Regions from separate parts of the Mus musculus genome. Here all the other regions are linked to region 1. A link is a contact called in public Hi-C and HiChIP or PLAC-seq data. All regions are on one chromosome and are shown on one strand. Each heading gives the region's core, a stretch centred on a gene start, on an enhancer-like site or on the middle of the called end of the contact. The rest is flanking DNA. Distances are from core to core; before and after follow the strand shown. Region 1 has its middle 38 kb from the start of Gm39724. Region 2 has its middle 32 kb from the start of Gm33973. Region 3 has its middle 24 kb from the start of Hhipl2. Region 4 has its middle 16 kb from the start of Gm34130. Region 5 overlaps Gm34068 (predicted gene, 34068).

The links. A called contact is a pair of places that touch in the nucleus more often than the background predicts. HiChIP or PLAC-seq counts read pairs in DNA pulled down with a chosen protein or histone mark.
Region 2: a contact with region 1 is called in a Hi-C map of the N1E-115 cell line, with 2.6 times the contacts expected there. The contact joins two enhancer-like sites. A contact is called at or near these places in 2 of 484 Hi-C or Micro-C datasets (the N1E-115 cell line and nephron progenitors).
Region 3: a FOXA1 HiChIP or PLAC-seq map of pancreatic cancer cells shows a contact between it and region 1. The contact joins two enhancer-like sites. A contact is called at or near these places in 5 of 15 datasets of contacts at CTCF or cohesin (the NIH/3T3 cell line, large pre-B cells, pro-B cells and 1 more), 62 of 484 Hi-C or Micro-C datasets (the AtT-20 cell line, B cells, the C10 cell line and 36 more) and 7 of 115 datasets of contacts at active chromatin or transcription factors (SST interneurons, VIP interneurons, a beta-TC-6 cell line and 4 more).
Region 4: a FOXA1 HiChIP or PLAC-seq map of pancreatic cancer cells shows a contact between it and region 1. The contact joins two enhancer-like sites. A contact is called at or near these places in 1 of 15 datasets of contacts at CTCF or cohesin (the NIH/3T3 cell line), 3 of 484 Hi-C or Micro-C datasets (adipose-derived mesenchymal stem cells and embryonic fibroblasts) and 3 of 115 datasets of contacts at active chromatin or transcription factors (the NIH/3T3 cell line, bone marrow-derived macrophages and pancreatic cancer cells).
Region 5: a contact with region 1 is called in a FOXA1 HiChIP or PLAC-seq map of pancreatic cancer cells. The contact joins two enhancer-like sites. A contact is called at or near these places in 3 of 484 Hi-C or Micro-C datasets (group 2 innate lymphoid cells, pancreatic cancer cells and ventricular fibroblasts) and 1 of 115 datasets of contacts at active chromatin or transcription factors (pancreatic cancer cells).

The regions. Positions count from the first base shown.
Region 1 is chr1:183,668,474-183,671,173 of GRCm38.p6, forward strand. No RefSeq gene overlaps it. Among named protein-coding and RNA genes, the nearest start is that of Gm39724, 38 kb to the left of the region's middle. Within about 2 kb of position 1,313, at least 67 of the 459 cell types and tissues checked have an H3K27ac peak or open chromatin away from gene starts, as enhancers often do. A contact at or near this core is called in the HL-1 cell line, the N1E-115 cell line, SST interneurons and 4 more, where this site is marked.
Region 2 is chr1:183,520,377-183,523,076 of GRCm38.p6, forward strand. No RefSeq gene overlaps it. Among named protein-coding and RNA genes, the nearest start is that of Gm33973, 32 kb to the right of the region's middle. Within about 2 kb of position 1,320, at least 23 of the 459 cell types and tissues checked have an H3K27ac peak or open chromatin away from gene starts, as enhancers often do. A contact at or near this core is called in the N1E-115 cell line, where this site is marked.
Region 3 is chr1:183,440,931-183,443,630 of GRCm38.p6, forward strand. No RefSeq gene overlaps it. Among named protein-coding and RNA genes, the nearest start is that of Hhipl2, 24 kb to the left of the region's middle. Within about 2 kb of position 1,266, at least 48 of the 459 cell types and tissues checked have an H3K27ac peak or open chromatin away from gene starts, as enhancers often do. A contact at or near this core is called in the HL-1 cell line, SST interneurons, VIP interneurons and 3 more, where this site is marked.
Region 4 is chr1:183,920,220-183,922,919 of GRCm38.p6, forward strand. No RefSeq gene overlaps it. Among named protein-coding and RNA genes, the nearest start is that of Gm34130, 16 kb to the right of the region's middle. Within about 2 kb of position 1,257, at least 43 of the 459 cell types and tissues checked have an H3K27ac peak or open chromatin away from gene starts, as enhancers often do. A contact at or near this core is called in pancreatic cancer cells, where this site is marked.
Region 5 is chr1:183,806,997-183,809,696 of GRCm38.p6, forward strand. Gm34068 (predicted gene, 34068) reads left to right here. Exons shown (of 3, transcript NR_151520.1): 3 at 2,417-2,700. Among named protein-coding and RNA genes, the nearest start is that of Gm34068, 59 kb to the left of the region's middle. Within about 2 kb of position 1,370, at least 6 of the 459 cell types and tissues checked have an H3K27ac peak or open chromatin away from gene starts, as enhancers often do. A contact at or near this core is called in pancreatic cancer cells, where this site is marked.

The DNA of each region.
Region 1 (2,700 bases), core at 63-2,562:
CAGATATAATTTCCTCACACTTAAGATTCAATGGAGCTGTGCATTTTGATTTTTTTATTTACTAATGTATTGCTTTCTGATATCTATCTATCTATCTATCTATCTATCTATCTATCTATCTACCTACCTACCTACCTATCTATCTTTCTGAGACAGTGATATATATATGTGTGTGACCCAATCTGGCTTTGAATATCACCATCCACCTGAATGCTGAGATTACAGATCTATGCCACCATGCCCACTGTTTCCGTTTCATTTCCCACTGACTGTCCCCTGTCCCTTTGCCATCAGGGACATGTGCTTATAACCCCTGTGACTTGGTTTAGTGTGCCTGGGAAAGTCAAACATTTCACGGTGTCTGAGCACAGACCCTGCTGCTGCACACAGACTGCAGAATATTTCTGAGGCTATGGTCAATGCTGTCTTGATTCGCTCCATCTTTGATTACTGTTTCACAAATAAGAATAAAGCTTATGTATTCGTAACCAGTGACATTTTTCATCTTTGGGATCCTCTTTGGCTTAGGTATCATGTGCATATTAGTATGAGAAGCAAATGACAGTGACTACGTGGACACTATCTCCAGTGCAGTGAGTCACGTGGTCAGGTGCTTGATTGCTCACGTAGGCACCACTAACTCCCACAGAGTAACCAATCCCAGGGAGGGCTTGGGAGAGGGTTCAGTGGTTGAAGTGCTTGCTCTGCAAACATGAAGACCTAATCCAAGCCCCAGAACCCAACCAATTAAAGAAAGCCAGGTGAGATGGCATTTGCTTGTAATTTCGGAGCTGAGGAGGCAGAGGCAGGCAGATCCAGGGGCCACCCAGGGTGTACATCAATGAGAGATCCTGTCTCAAAAAACAAGGTAGATATGGGCCCAGTGACACTTGGAATCGGCCCCTGGCCTCCATATGTACACATGGTGCGCGCACACACACACACACACCCCTTTGTTCTACACCGGGTGCTGCCGCTCTGAATGCAGGTGGGAGTCTGATTAATACCCTTGGGTAGTGCTGTGACTTTGATGATGACGCTGACAGCGAAGGATAATTAGTGTTTTTCCAGGTGTCTGACTCTCTGACACAGGGAGGAGACCAGTTTGTGCTATGCGATGAGTTTGTGCCACCTGGGGACTTGAATTTCTAAGTTTCTTTTGGCTTCCTGTTGGTTTTAGAAGTTCCACCTGCCTTGGGAATGTCTTTGCATCTCAGGTTGCCGTCCCAGGCAGGCCCTGACACAGCAAGAAGATTTGCTGACTGTAATCAGCCAGTGAAACAGCTGTTCATAGAGGAAGCTGCCTGTTCAGCTTCCCTCCGGCTAGGCTGGCTTGGCTCATTCGGTGCTGAATGGGTGCCCATTCAGGAGCAGCAGAGAGGCGCGCCCCTCCCCCAGCACGAAAGTGAAATTAAAGCAATGTACCGTTTTCCTCAGTCACCCTCTGGTTTGAAAAGATGAATCACCCTCAGGTTTGTACTCAGAGGCATCTAGTAAGGGCCGAGCTGGTTTGCAGACTAATTCTGCTCAGAAATTGTGTCTTGATAACAGATGGATATCGCCCCGTGTGCTGGCCCTCGGGAAGACCAAATGGCTCCCATCCTGCTGACCCAGAGAAAACGTGAATTGCTGTTTCTCTGGAATATTACTGTTAAGGTTTTGTCCACCTTGAGTCAAGTGGCCACATCTTATCACAGACTTCATCAGGGCTTAAGTAAGCCTCTGCGATATCCTAACAACGACATGTGCGCGCGCGCTCTCTCTCTCTCTCTCTCTCTCTAATCAATTTCAAACCAAAGGAGGTGGCAGTTTGAGACCCCCTAGGGCGTGGGTTGTTCTTGAGTGGATGAGGAGTCAGAAGTGAGAGCTGCTGCGGAGTCAAGGACAGGAAAAGACCTTGAGAAGCTTAAGTCACTCCAGTGCTCATCTGCTTAGCTTCGGTGGCTGGGCAGCATGCAAGGTAGGAGATTGAGCTAGAGCAGCCACTCTCAGTATGTGGGTAGTGACCCATTTCACAGGGGTTGCGTATCAGATATCCTGCATACCAGGTATTTACATTACGATCCCTAACAGTAGCAAAATTATAGCTATGAAGTAGTGGTTAGGGGTCACTACAACACGAGGACCTGTACTAAAGGGTCAGAATGCTAGGAAGACTGAGACTTCGGGAATCCTTTTTAAGGGCTGGGGGAGTGGCTCACTGGGAGTTAGAATGCACCTAGTGTGCAGGAAGCCCCGGGCTTGATCCCCTGCACTGCCCACGTGGGAAAAGAAAACTGTCCTACTTAGTGCCAGAGTCCCCAGTGCAAGCTACGGGAAGGGACCGACTGGTGGGCTCTCTTACTGAACTTTACATACGATTTAGAAAAAAACTATTCATAGCCATCTTTTTTAAAGACAGAGTGACTGTTGTTAGTCAGTGAAAATATAGGATATTTATTTCTTTGCATCTGGGGCCAGTAGTTTACATGATAAGACACAGTTTAAAGAGACTGGATTGAAGAACTCTGGACCTCTTTGTTTCCTATGTTTCAGAGGGCGTGGCTCAGCTCAGAGAGCTTCATGTTTTATCATGGTTCTGTTTCATGGGTCTTCTCGTTTGTTAATTGTTCCAGTGGACCTGTGGGCTCTCTTCAATCTGTCCTGGTTATGCAGGCCAAAGCCCCTGCTGTCTCATTACCTTCAGGGTTTTCATTCACT
Region 2 (2,700 bases), core at 70-2,569, 150 kb before region 1:
AAGTATGAAGTATTATCTTGACTGGTTTTAGGGACACAAGACACTGAAGCCTGTGACAGAGACTGAACAGTCCTTGGGAACCAGAGCTCTTGTTGTCCTGGGTCCTGATGTGGGACTCTTTCATCTTTTTAACTCTTAAAACCTGATTATCCCTCTGCAGGCCAGATACAATTTTTCCATTACTAATAGCGTGTTCCAGCAGCTTCTCTTGTCAGAATAAATTGGTGTGGACTCAGGCAGCGCAGATCCGCTACAAAACTTGTGTAACGAGATAAAGTAAGAAATGCAAATATGTTAACAAATATATCCACTGTACAAGCACTTTAAGGACAAATAGGTAGGAGTCATCCGTGCATATATGCCCCCTCCCTTTTTTCTATTTTACTTGTATATGTGACTCCCCTTGGGTGGTCAGGCAGGGTCAAACCACACAGAATGAAGATACCTTACAGGTGGGAAGATCTTTCTAGAACTTTATGTATATATATGTATATGCATATGTATATATATATATATATATATATATATATATATATATATATATATTCTGTGTGTGTGTATGCATATATGTACATATATGTATATATATCATGCATAGAATTGACCACATGTAGTGGAGGGTCTTGTGGGCATTTGGGGCAGGGTGGGGGTGGGGCTGCTCCCAGTTAGATAAGCAACTTGGCTCTTGCCCAACAGTTTTTCTTCTGCTGTGGCTCTCTCTATGCCCCTCCCCCCTCCATGCAGGGATGTGGGCAGCACCTGGGAAGTTGTATTAGTTATGTTCTTGTTGCTGTGATAAAATACCCTGGAAAAAACATCTTAAGGGAGAGAGCATTGCTCTCCACTCACAGTTCCAGAGGGAAACGGTGCATGATAGTGGGAACACGTGCCAGCAAGCAGAGAAGGCACAGCAGCAGGCGAAGAAGACTGCACTAGTCAGGAAGCCGAGGACAATGGCGGCATGTGCTCAGTTCATTTTCCTCTTTCTGTGGTTACAAGGTCTCGGATTGACACCCACAGTGGTCAGGTATTTACCCCTCAATCTACTAAGATAATCTCGAACAGGCACACCCAGAGGCCAGTCTTATCAACCTGACAATTGAGATTATCAATGGCCATGACTTGGTGGTGGAGGTCTAAGATGTAGATCACAGGGAAAGAGTAAGAATAATCAGAAAACCACAGTATGTCACGGTGACAGCGCTTCTAATAACATTAGGTGAGTGTCCCCAACAGCACGGTCACAGTGCATTCAGATCAGAAGATGCTTGGACTGATTTCTGCAGAGAAGAGCATTTTCATTCCCGTCACACACTTGCTCCTGCGTTTTCAGTAGGAGGGACTGTAATTACTGAATGGGCATTCATTACAGAGGGCATCAATAATGCATTGGCTTTTGCAGCATGCTCCCTTCTGTTATCATTGTGCTGATGGATTGTGAGTCTAAGCAGATTCAGTAGTGTCACCGTGATTTATGACAATATGATGTGTCTAGAAAGGCCTGGAAGTAAACTGTTCACAGAGGAGTTTGTTGTGACGGTGACCAGTAGGTGGTAACTCCTCTATTTTGTTTAGGCTTTGAAACTGCAGGCCACACTCCTGGGTACCCTACCAGCTACTGCTTCCCTTTGTCTTTTGTATTCCCTCAGGAATTATAAGTATTCAGATTTCTATTTGCTCTGAGATATGGCAGAGTGAAAATATCTACTTTGTATTAATATTCATGGGAAAGGGAAAAATCCGAGTTGAGCTTTGGTGGTGCTATCTATCTGTCTGTCTGTCTGTCTGTCTGTCTATCTATCTATCTATCTATCTATCTATCTATCTATCTATCTCTATGTCATGGAACCTGATGGGTCAAATACATTTTGATCATTAGAATGATTTGTTTTCTATTTATTGATTTGAATATAATGGGACACACCCAGGTCCATTAAATTAAAGCATTACTGAGTGCTTACCAGTGCACAGCAGTTGGTGTGGGCGGACCCATCAGAAGTAGCCCCAACACAAGCACAAGGCAGAAGGAAATAAGTGCTGCTCACAGGGTTGAAAGTAGAAATGAAGGCAAAGGAAGATAGGTCATGATTCTGAAGTGTGTCGGCTGTATGCCATGAAAATGGAGCCTGAGGTAAAACTGTATGTATGAATACCTGAGGGCACAATCTCAGGCAGCCATGGGGAAGGGAGAGTGGGAAGTGGGGTGAGGAAGGAGAGGAACGCAAGGCAAGTGCACTGACTGGTGCCAGCTTTTCAAAACCCAAGGGCTGCTCCAGAGATTCCTGCCTGGGTGGGTGACTGTTCTATGTGGGGCTGTGGGTGTAGGGGAAGAGGGGGGGTGGGAGAGAGCCTGCGTCAAACTAGAGTTCCTGTGCTCTGGGTGGGTGGACACAGGAGGACTGCCGGACGCTTTCCACACCACCTGGGTGGGCATCTATCTGGCTGTGTGAAGCCACTGACCTCACATGGCAGAGGTTGGACAAGGGGCAGCTCCCAGTACCAGGTTCTCAGTCTCTGGCATCCAACGTTGGATACGGCAGAGGAGCTGAGAACAGAATAGGGGCCCCAAGGATGCAGAAAGAGGGCAGAGGGAGAGAGGTTCCCATATAGGCAAGAATCTTTAGTCCAGTCCATGGCTGGAGCACAGGAAGGCCTTCTGACAGGAGGTTAGAAGCGGCTCATTAGAAGAAAGCCTATTCC
Region 3 (2,700 bases), core at 16-2,515, 230 kb before region 1:
TATATATATATCCCCAAACAGCGCCACCTACTGGGACCAAACGTTTAAATACACGAGACTATGGGGATCATTTTACATTCAAGCTTGGGAACCTGAGCTCCAGACCCAGGGTTTTCAATCAGGGGTGGTTTTGCACCTCCCAGCCCAGGGAAACAATGGCAATACCTGCAGACACTTTGATAGTTGTAACAGGATGGAGTCGGGGGTTGGGGTTGCGACTGGCATTTCCTCAGCAAAAGATAGGGGTACTGTTAGATGCTTGTGGTGAGCAGACAGCTTCACAGTAACACAGACCGCTTTGACCCAGTGGTGCCAAGGTCAAGAAATCTCAGTCTCTACATATCTGTAAGGCACTGGAAGTCTGGAGCTGGCAGTGCTGAACCAGCTCGGGCTTCATGCAGCGACAGAGCATCAGCAAGGGCTGTAGAGGCCGCCTGTCCAGAAGCCTATCTATTCTCTTTTGTTTTTTCTCTCATGATCATGTATTTTTTAAATTTCCTTTGATAGCAGTGCCATACATGTGGAGACCAGAGGATGCATTTGAACTGATAAGGACTAGGTAGAACTGAAGGGCTAGATGGAATGTTAAGGCCTAGGTATAACGTTAAGCCTAAGTAACTCTTACGTGGCTAGCCTGCCATTTTGCGCTGTTACTAGTATTATAAGGAAACTTCCTTATGTGCAAGTTGATTGCATATTCTCTTAAATTCTTTGCTCTTGGAAACTGAGCACAACAGAGGTTAGTTAGAACTGCTCTGTATAGTTAGCCAAAATGAGCTTTGACCCAAATCAGCCAATCAGCAGCACTTCCTGCATATGTGTATAAGCTTGTATGGTATCTGCTTTTATAAGCTGCCCCTGGTGTGAGCCTGAGCATAAGAGAGACATCTGCATCTATTAGAAATAAGACTTCTATTTTGAGTAAGTGTTGAGAGGCTACCGTGGAAAACACCTTCTACCTCTTTCTTGCACGTGAAGAGCAGAGTACTGGGAGAATATTCTTGTACTCCAAGTTCAGAGACCATGGTCAGGAAGGCTAAATAAAGACAAGAGGGCCACCTCTCTCCGTGTCTGTGCTGGGGACACCTGGAGACCACATCGGCTTCTCTGCCTTGAGTTCATCATTTGTAAGCAACAGCTGCTAAGGAGAAAGGGTGGGGCAGGGCTGGCAAGTGAAGAACTCGCCCAGCTTCCTTGTTGGTGACACAGTCGTCGCTTGTTTACATTAAAGATAAAAAGGGCACAGCACAAGACTGCCAGGCAAAGTCTGGTGAGTAAGTAGAGAAGAATTCGGAGAAAACTTTCCTTACAAGAGGACCTCGTTGTCCTCTTGGCTGCAGTTAAGTGAGTAGTCAGTAGGTGGCGCTAGGTCACCACATAAGAGATTGCCTGCCCTGGCTGCAAATCAGTCTTGGAGCTCACACACTCCTCCTGAGAGAGGAAAATAGAGTAACAGGAGAGATTTAGTTCTTAAAATAAGTCAGCAGCCTAGTGAAGCAAGCACGACCACGGCAGGTACATTTTCTTGCTTGAACTGGCGGAGAAGGACGTTTGCTGCCAGGGGCTCTGGTTGCAGATTCCAAAGGATCAAAACACAAACGTAGATGAAGTCTCTCAGCAGGCCTGGCTTCACAGGTGAATCTGAGCCATCTGGTGCTGGCCGTACCGGCCCTAAGAATGCGATCCAGCAGGGACAGTATTCTGTGGTGACAGTTCAGAGGGAAGGGCTTTGTCACCCAGGCCCCTGTTTTCGCTGTCAGTGCTGATGCTGGGACCCCAGCTTGCGACCGTTTAGTAGACTTAAAGATTTAACGTGATCAGGCTATTTCTGGATAATGGTTTCTGCTTCCTTGCCTGGGGACTGAGCAAAAGACTCAAGAAAAAGGACCCCGAATAGCAGGTTGAAATGGTGCAGAAGAGTCTCCCCGATATTGAGAACTATGTTCCTGGAAAATGGGGCAGAGCAGGTTCTGGTATTTTGAGAGAGTCAAATACCCGATCATTATAGCACAGATTTGACAGAAAGAAAGGGGAGGAGAAAGATGGCGGGCTAAAGACACAGCAGGGTGGTAGGAATATATCAATTATACATAGTAACATAATAATATATTAATTATACATAATAGTTTCACTGTATTTCCATACACACATCTAAAGCATCTGCTATATTCACTCTCTCTTGTTCCCACCCCATCCAACCTGGTCCCCTCCCTCTTCCTAACACCCACTCCCCCCTTTCAACTTTCATGTTGTTTTTTGTTGCCGTTGGCCCGGTGCATTTCACTAGGATGCTTAGAGGATGAAAGGTTGTTTACTGGAACACAGGCAACTTAGTGTTGGTCACACCACTGAAGAAAGTGTTTTCCCTTCCCCCAGTAGCCATGAGCTGCTCAGAGCTCCTCAGAGAGGAGTTGGGTCTCTAGAGCCCCTCTTCCCTCCTAAGATGCTGATGGCCTTGTCCGGTGTAGGTCATCACAACGGCTGTGAGCTCAGACATGTAATTACCATGTCGTGCCTAGAAGACAGTGCTCCCAAGCAAAGAATTTTGTTTCTTAAATATGTGGGTGACCTTTGGGTGTATATCACTCCCTGTTCCCAGGAGTTTCTGAAGAGCCACTGGTCACAGGCCCGAGAAAGCAGTAAGTCAGTAGGACAATCGATAACCAGAATTTATAGACCCGAATAAAGGAATCAGTAAAT
Region 4 (2,700 bases), core at 7-2,506, 250 kb after region 1:
ATTTTAGTTAATTTTTAAAACATATAGAAGAAAAGGACAATGTGATGTCCCTTTCTCCAGGGACTTGAGGAGATCCCATTAGAAAGTAAAGTAATTTTACATTTGATAAAGAGGTTTAGGAGATTTCTGTTGAATTGGGGGCCACCCATTGCAATATGGGCCTTAAATGACTCCCAAATCAAAACCTCTGCTGTGCCATACAGCTTATGTGTCAGAGCCACACTTTTATGGGATACGTCTGTCTATTAGCTTGAGCTAACCTATAAAGAACTTCAAACACGGTGAGTCTAGAACAAAATCAACTCTCCAAAACTGGATCCTTGTGCTCTGATCCTCCATTCCAGTTAGCGCCGCCACCTTCCTGGCATCATGATCAGCCTCAACGCTGGGATCAACCCTCCTTCTGCACAAGCAATGGGACAATCAGTCCTATTATTTCTACCTTGGGTCTGTATCTGGAGTGTGGCCTTTCTCCTACTGCCCACTTTTCCTTGAGATTCTTTCATCTTCTACCTGAATTTCTTCACCTGTTTATTTTACTCTCACTGAGTTATCCTAGAACTTTCCATAAAAAAAAATGATTCTGCCAGGTTCTCCCTCACCTAAACAGTCTCTCTATTCATTTATCTAATTAGTTTGATTTAATTTTATGTGTATGAGAAGGGTTTTTTCCTTGCCTTATATTTTCTCTTGTTATTTTTCCCATCTTTAAAAAGTTGAAAGTGTTTTCTTTCCATATATGTATGAGTGTTTTGCTTACATGTGTGTCTGTGTATGTGTGCCCTAGAACTGGAGTTACAGATGGTTATGAGCCACCATGTGAGAAACTGGGAATTGAACCTGCGTCCTCTGGGAGACCAGCTGATGCTTTTAACCACTGAATCATCTCTAGACCCTTATGAAAATACTTCAACAGCATACACCTAAACAAAGAAGGAGAAAACACGGCTCTCTTACCTCTTGTTCCAAACCTTGTGCCAATCATTTTGCAGCCGTACCCATGAAGGTCTTCATGTTTCTGCCTGAAAAAAATTAGTTGAGATTCACACTGGGTTTTAGACCTCCATATACACCCCAGACTTCTAAATAACAAAAGCAGCAAACATATGTACGTGAGCAGCTCAAACATCCAGGGATGCAATAATTTTCCCATAGTCCTTGTGTATGAGCAAATGCAAAAGACAGAAAACATACCAGGGCTTGTTTATCCTGGCTCCCAGACCGACTGCTTAGGAAATACTCAGAGCCAGTCATGACTAATGTTCTCAAATATGACTTATTACTCATATAGCATAATCACAATAATACTCAGAGGCCCACACACTGTTTGTTTGTTCTGTTATTTGAGCCACAATTTAATGTCTGCTCAGTATGGAATCACCATAAAAGAACTATTAGCTTGCTGAGATAACCTATATTTAAAGAGCAGTCAATTCTATGGATTCTTGGCTCTTAATTGGCAACTATGTTCCAATTAAACGTGAGTTCTATTTAATGAAGTTCAATTGCAGAGAATGTTGAATTTGAAACAAGTTTTAAATGAGTCAGCTTGGGAAACATTCACCCTGTTTCTTGTGCTGATTCTACATAGAGAAAGATAAGGAGATGCTTGGAGTTGTGTGGAGCATAAATTGTCACATTTTCTATGAAATGGTCCATCCAGCCATATATAGATAACACTTACCTATTGAAAACACTTATCTGGACATCATGATGTTCCCTTCCCCATAATGGATACAGTACAGCTATTCCACTAAGACACCTCTCCTGAGAAACACTCAGAGTGACAAAATGGTAGTTTAGATTATTCTGGCTTCCATAATAACAATAAAGCCTAAGAGTGGACAAAGTTCCTTAGTTCTCATCGGATTTCTATATCTTCCAGGTAAGGAAGGACATCACTAGGCCCTCTCCAGATGTCTCTGTGGCCTATCACTGTTTAAAGGTGGTGTGCTCTTAGTTAAATTTTCATAACATTCCTTGGACATAAATATTGTTAGGTTGAAAATACAATTCTATGGTAGAGGGTCTGCATAGGATAGAGAATACCATGGGTTTTATCTTCAGCCCTGCAAAAAGTAAATGTCTAACACACACACACACACACACACACACACACACACACACACACACACATATCTATTTAAGTTCAATTCCAGAAAATGTTGAGTTTGGAACAAATTTCAAATGAGCTGTACCAGGAGCCCTTCAGACTGGTTCTTATGCTGGTTCTGCTTATAAAGGGATAGAGAGATACTTGGAGTTATATGGAGTGTGTGTGTGTGTGTGTGTGTGTGTGTGTGTGTGCGTGCGTGCAGAGTCAGAGAACACCTCTGGGAGTGGATTCTCTTCTTCCACCATATCAGTCCAGAAATTCAAATTCAGAATGTCAAACTTGGCAACAGGAATCTTCAGCAATTGGGCTAATACAGCAGCCCATGAACAAAGAGAAAACAGACAGAGACACAGACAGACAGACAGATAGATAGATCATAGATGCACAGATGATAGATAGAAAATCATAGATATATGAAGTATCAATAGGTTGACACAAAGAAAAACGATAGGTAGATAGATAGATAGATAGATAGATAGATAGATAGATAGATAGGTAGATAGACCGTAGATAGATAGGCAGACAGATGGAAAGATAGATGATATAGTTCTCATTTTCATATAAGGAGTAGAATGTGAGTGGTG
Region 5 (2,700 bases), core at 120-2,619, 140 kb after region 1:
GAAATGAATTGAGTCCAACAGCCGGAGAGCATGTCCCTCACAGTGATGTCAGCCCCATGAAACATCATATGTAATCAGAGACTACAGGCACTTGTTTCTCTTTGCACAATTAAAACTAGGTTCTGCTATTCCTGGGAACCATATTTTTAGAGTTTAAGCTGGGTGTAATGAGAATTCTAAAAATAACATTGTGAAAGGTGAGGCTAAGTGTGGGGGGCTGAGTTCACCCTGGTGCTGGGGCAATAAAACATTATCCGTGGTCCATTTAAAGCCCTTCAGCCCTGGGATAACGTTTTTTGCTTGGACAGAAGCTTAGTTCATCCTGTTTGGACCCAACTCAGTTTCCATCGACATGGTGGTGGTCCAGGGAATAGGAACTATGAATGAGTTATTAGGGGAATTTTAAAGCTGTTGAAAAACCTCAGGGGGCAGCTTCTTTCACAGGAGCTCTGGTTACACTGAGCCGAGAGGTTTGGGGTATCCACTGTTGGGACCACCACAGCTGGCCAGCTCACAGCCTTCCAGCATGAGGGCTCTTCTTAGAATCATGCTTCTTAAGCCCCGAAGGCTGCCAATAATAACGATCTCTGGGTTGGCAATGAGAGAGCCTGTAACCTCAGACCCAGCTCTCGGCACCCAGTAGTGTGCCTAAACTATGATACATGCCTTGTAACAGATGTGAGAGACTTCAAGATTTTAATAAGTCCAGGCTTTGGAATGGATATAGATTTCCTGGATGGAAAAGCCCTATATTAACTGTCCCACCCACAGCTCCTTTAAACACACATGAGCACTCATCACACACGAAGCCCTCCGTGCATGTGCGCATTGCCAGGTTCCTGCTTGAGGCAGACCTGACCCCAGCAGCAGATGGGCATTATCAAGTTTCTTATCACATCCTTGCCATCCAGTAACTTGACGTCTCCTGTTTTTTGGGCCGTGCTAATGAGGCTGATGTTGCAAGCTTACTTTTGCTGATGAGCTACATGGCTTTCCTCTTGTGTGTTCAGGGATATTTTCCCTAGCTTGTTTGCCTGTTTATTTAAACTCAACCTGCAAGTCTGGGTCTGGGATAAGATCACCGACTGCTTGTCTGTTGGCTCACAAATGTCTTGCTTCAGATGCAGACAAGATCTGAGATAAGCTAGTTCCATATGGGCACAAGTATATGAAGAACACTGGATGTGTTGTTAATACCAGCAGGGCAGCGTCTGATAGACTAAACTAACCCTGATTCTCTAAGCAGCCTTAGCCCAAAGCAATGGCAACAATGATTTCTGTGACCTTGAACATGTACAGGGCATCTGATCACACAGTGCCTTCTGCAGGGGCAGGCAAGAGCCATCTACATTTATGTTGTAGCCTGAGTAAACATAAAAAGAATTCTTACTTTCCTATGTACACAAATGCTTAGTAGCACTCCCTGGGGCTGAGGTTACTGTTTGAGAATTGTGAATGCACAGTTGATAGTAGACTGAACAGCCTACATAACTTTCTGTCAGAAAAGCGGTGATTTTAGCAATGGTGAGGTGTTTGCAAGTGGTCAAATCTAACTCCATCATTTTTAGACTGATATCAAATTACAGGCTGGAGAAATGTCTTTCTCAACATTACCTGGCATTTGGTATATATCTGGAGTTACTTAAGACTCAGGCCAAACTCTATCAGGGTTTTGTTGATTCTGTCAAGTAAGGTCTACCCAATGGACTTTTCAGTATCTTTTTCTTTGTCTCTACTCTTTTTATTTTGTGTCCCTTTGCCCAGTGGCAGCAAGGAGTACCTACACTTTTGTTCTTTCTCAATAAGTCTTCCCCTAAAACTATTATTCAGAAATCACCAGACCAACGTGTTCACACCACCACACAAACGAATGAAAAGCTGCTTTCTAGCTTTGTGTGCCTTGTAAACATTAAATTGAACTTGCGGTCAGATTTAGTTATGGCATCCGAGCAGCCTCAGGTCAGCACAGTTTGGGAAGCAATGGTCAAAATGGTCCATAGCTTGGATCTCATCGGTCCAGATTTATACCTGTTAAAGAATTGTGAGCTGATAGATTGGGCAAAAGCCATTAATTCATGTGGTTTCCTAACAGTTACAGAAATGAGAACCAAAGGAGACAGTGAGTTTTCCCCATGCTCAAGGAGCTAGTTAATGATGAGGCAGAGGTGAGCCTTTGGGATCAATCATCATGAAGGTAATGGGCTGAACAAAAGATGTTCCATGGGGGGTCCCTTTCCCCATTCCTCTAAGAAATGCTTTCTGGATGACTGTGTGGTATATGTGCATAGTGTTTAGTATGTGTTTTTGAGGTGTGTATACGTCAAGTTTGCCTGGTATGTATATGTGTATGTATATTTGTATTTGAGGTGGGTATATGTACATAGTTTATGTAGTATGTCTATTTGTGTATTGACAGAAGCCACCTAGGAAAGGCCATGTGGGAAGCAAGTGAGTTTCCTGGAGACAGCCCACCATTTTACATGGATATGACGGGTACAGTCTGGAGAGGCCCAGCCCCAGAAACGTCCCAGGATGGCTTTTTACTTCTGATAAAACTTTCTTCCTGGGCATCAGCCCACCCTATTGAGCAAATTCGACCCTGCAGATCAGCATGAAGATGAACTTTCATGAATTAATGCTCCTTAGATGAATTGATTACTTCCTGATTTGAGTCTAATGATTTTAGGAAGAATGTTTAAG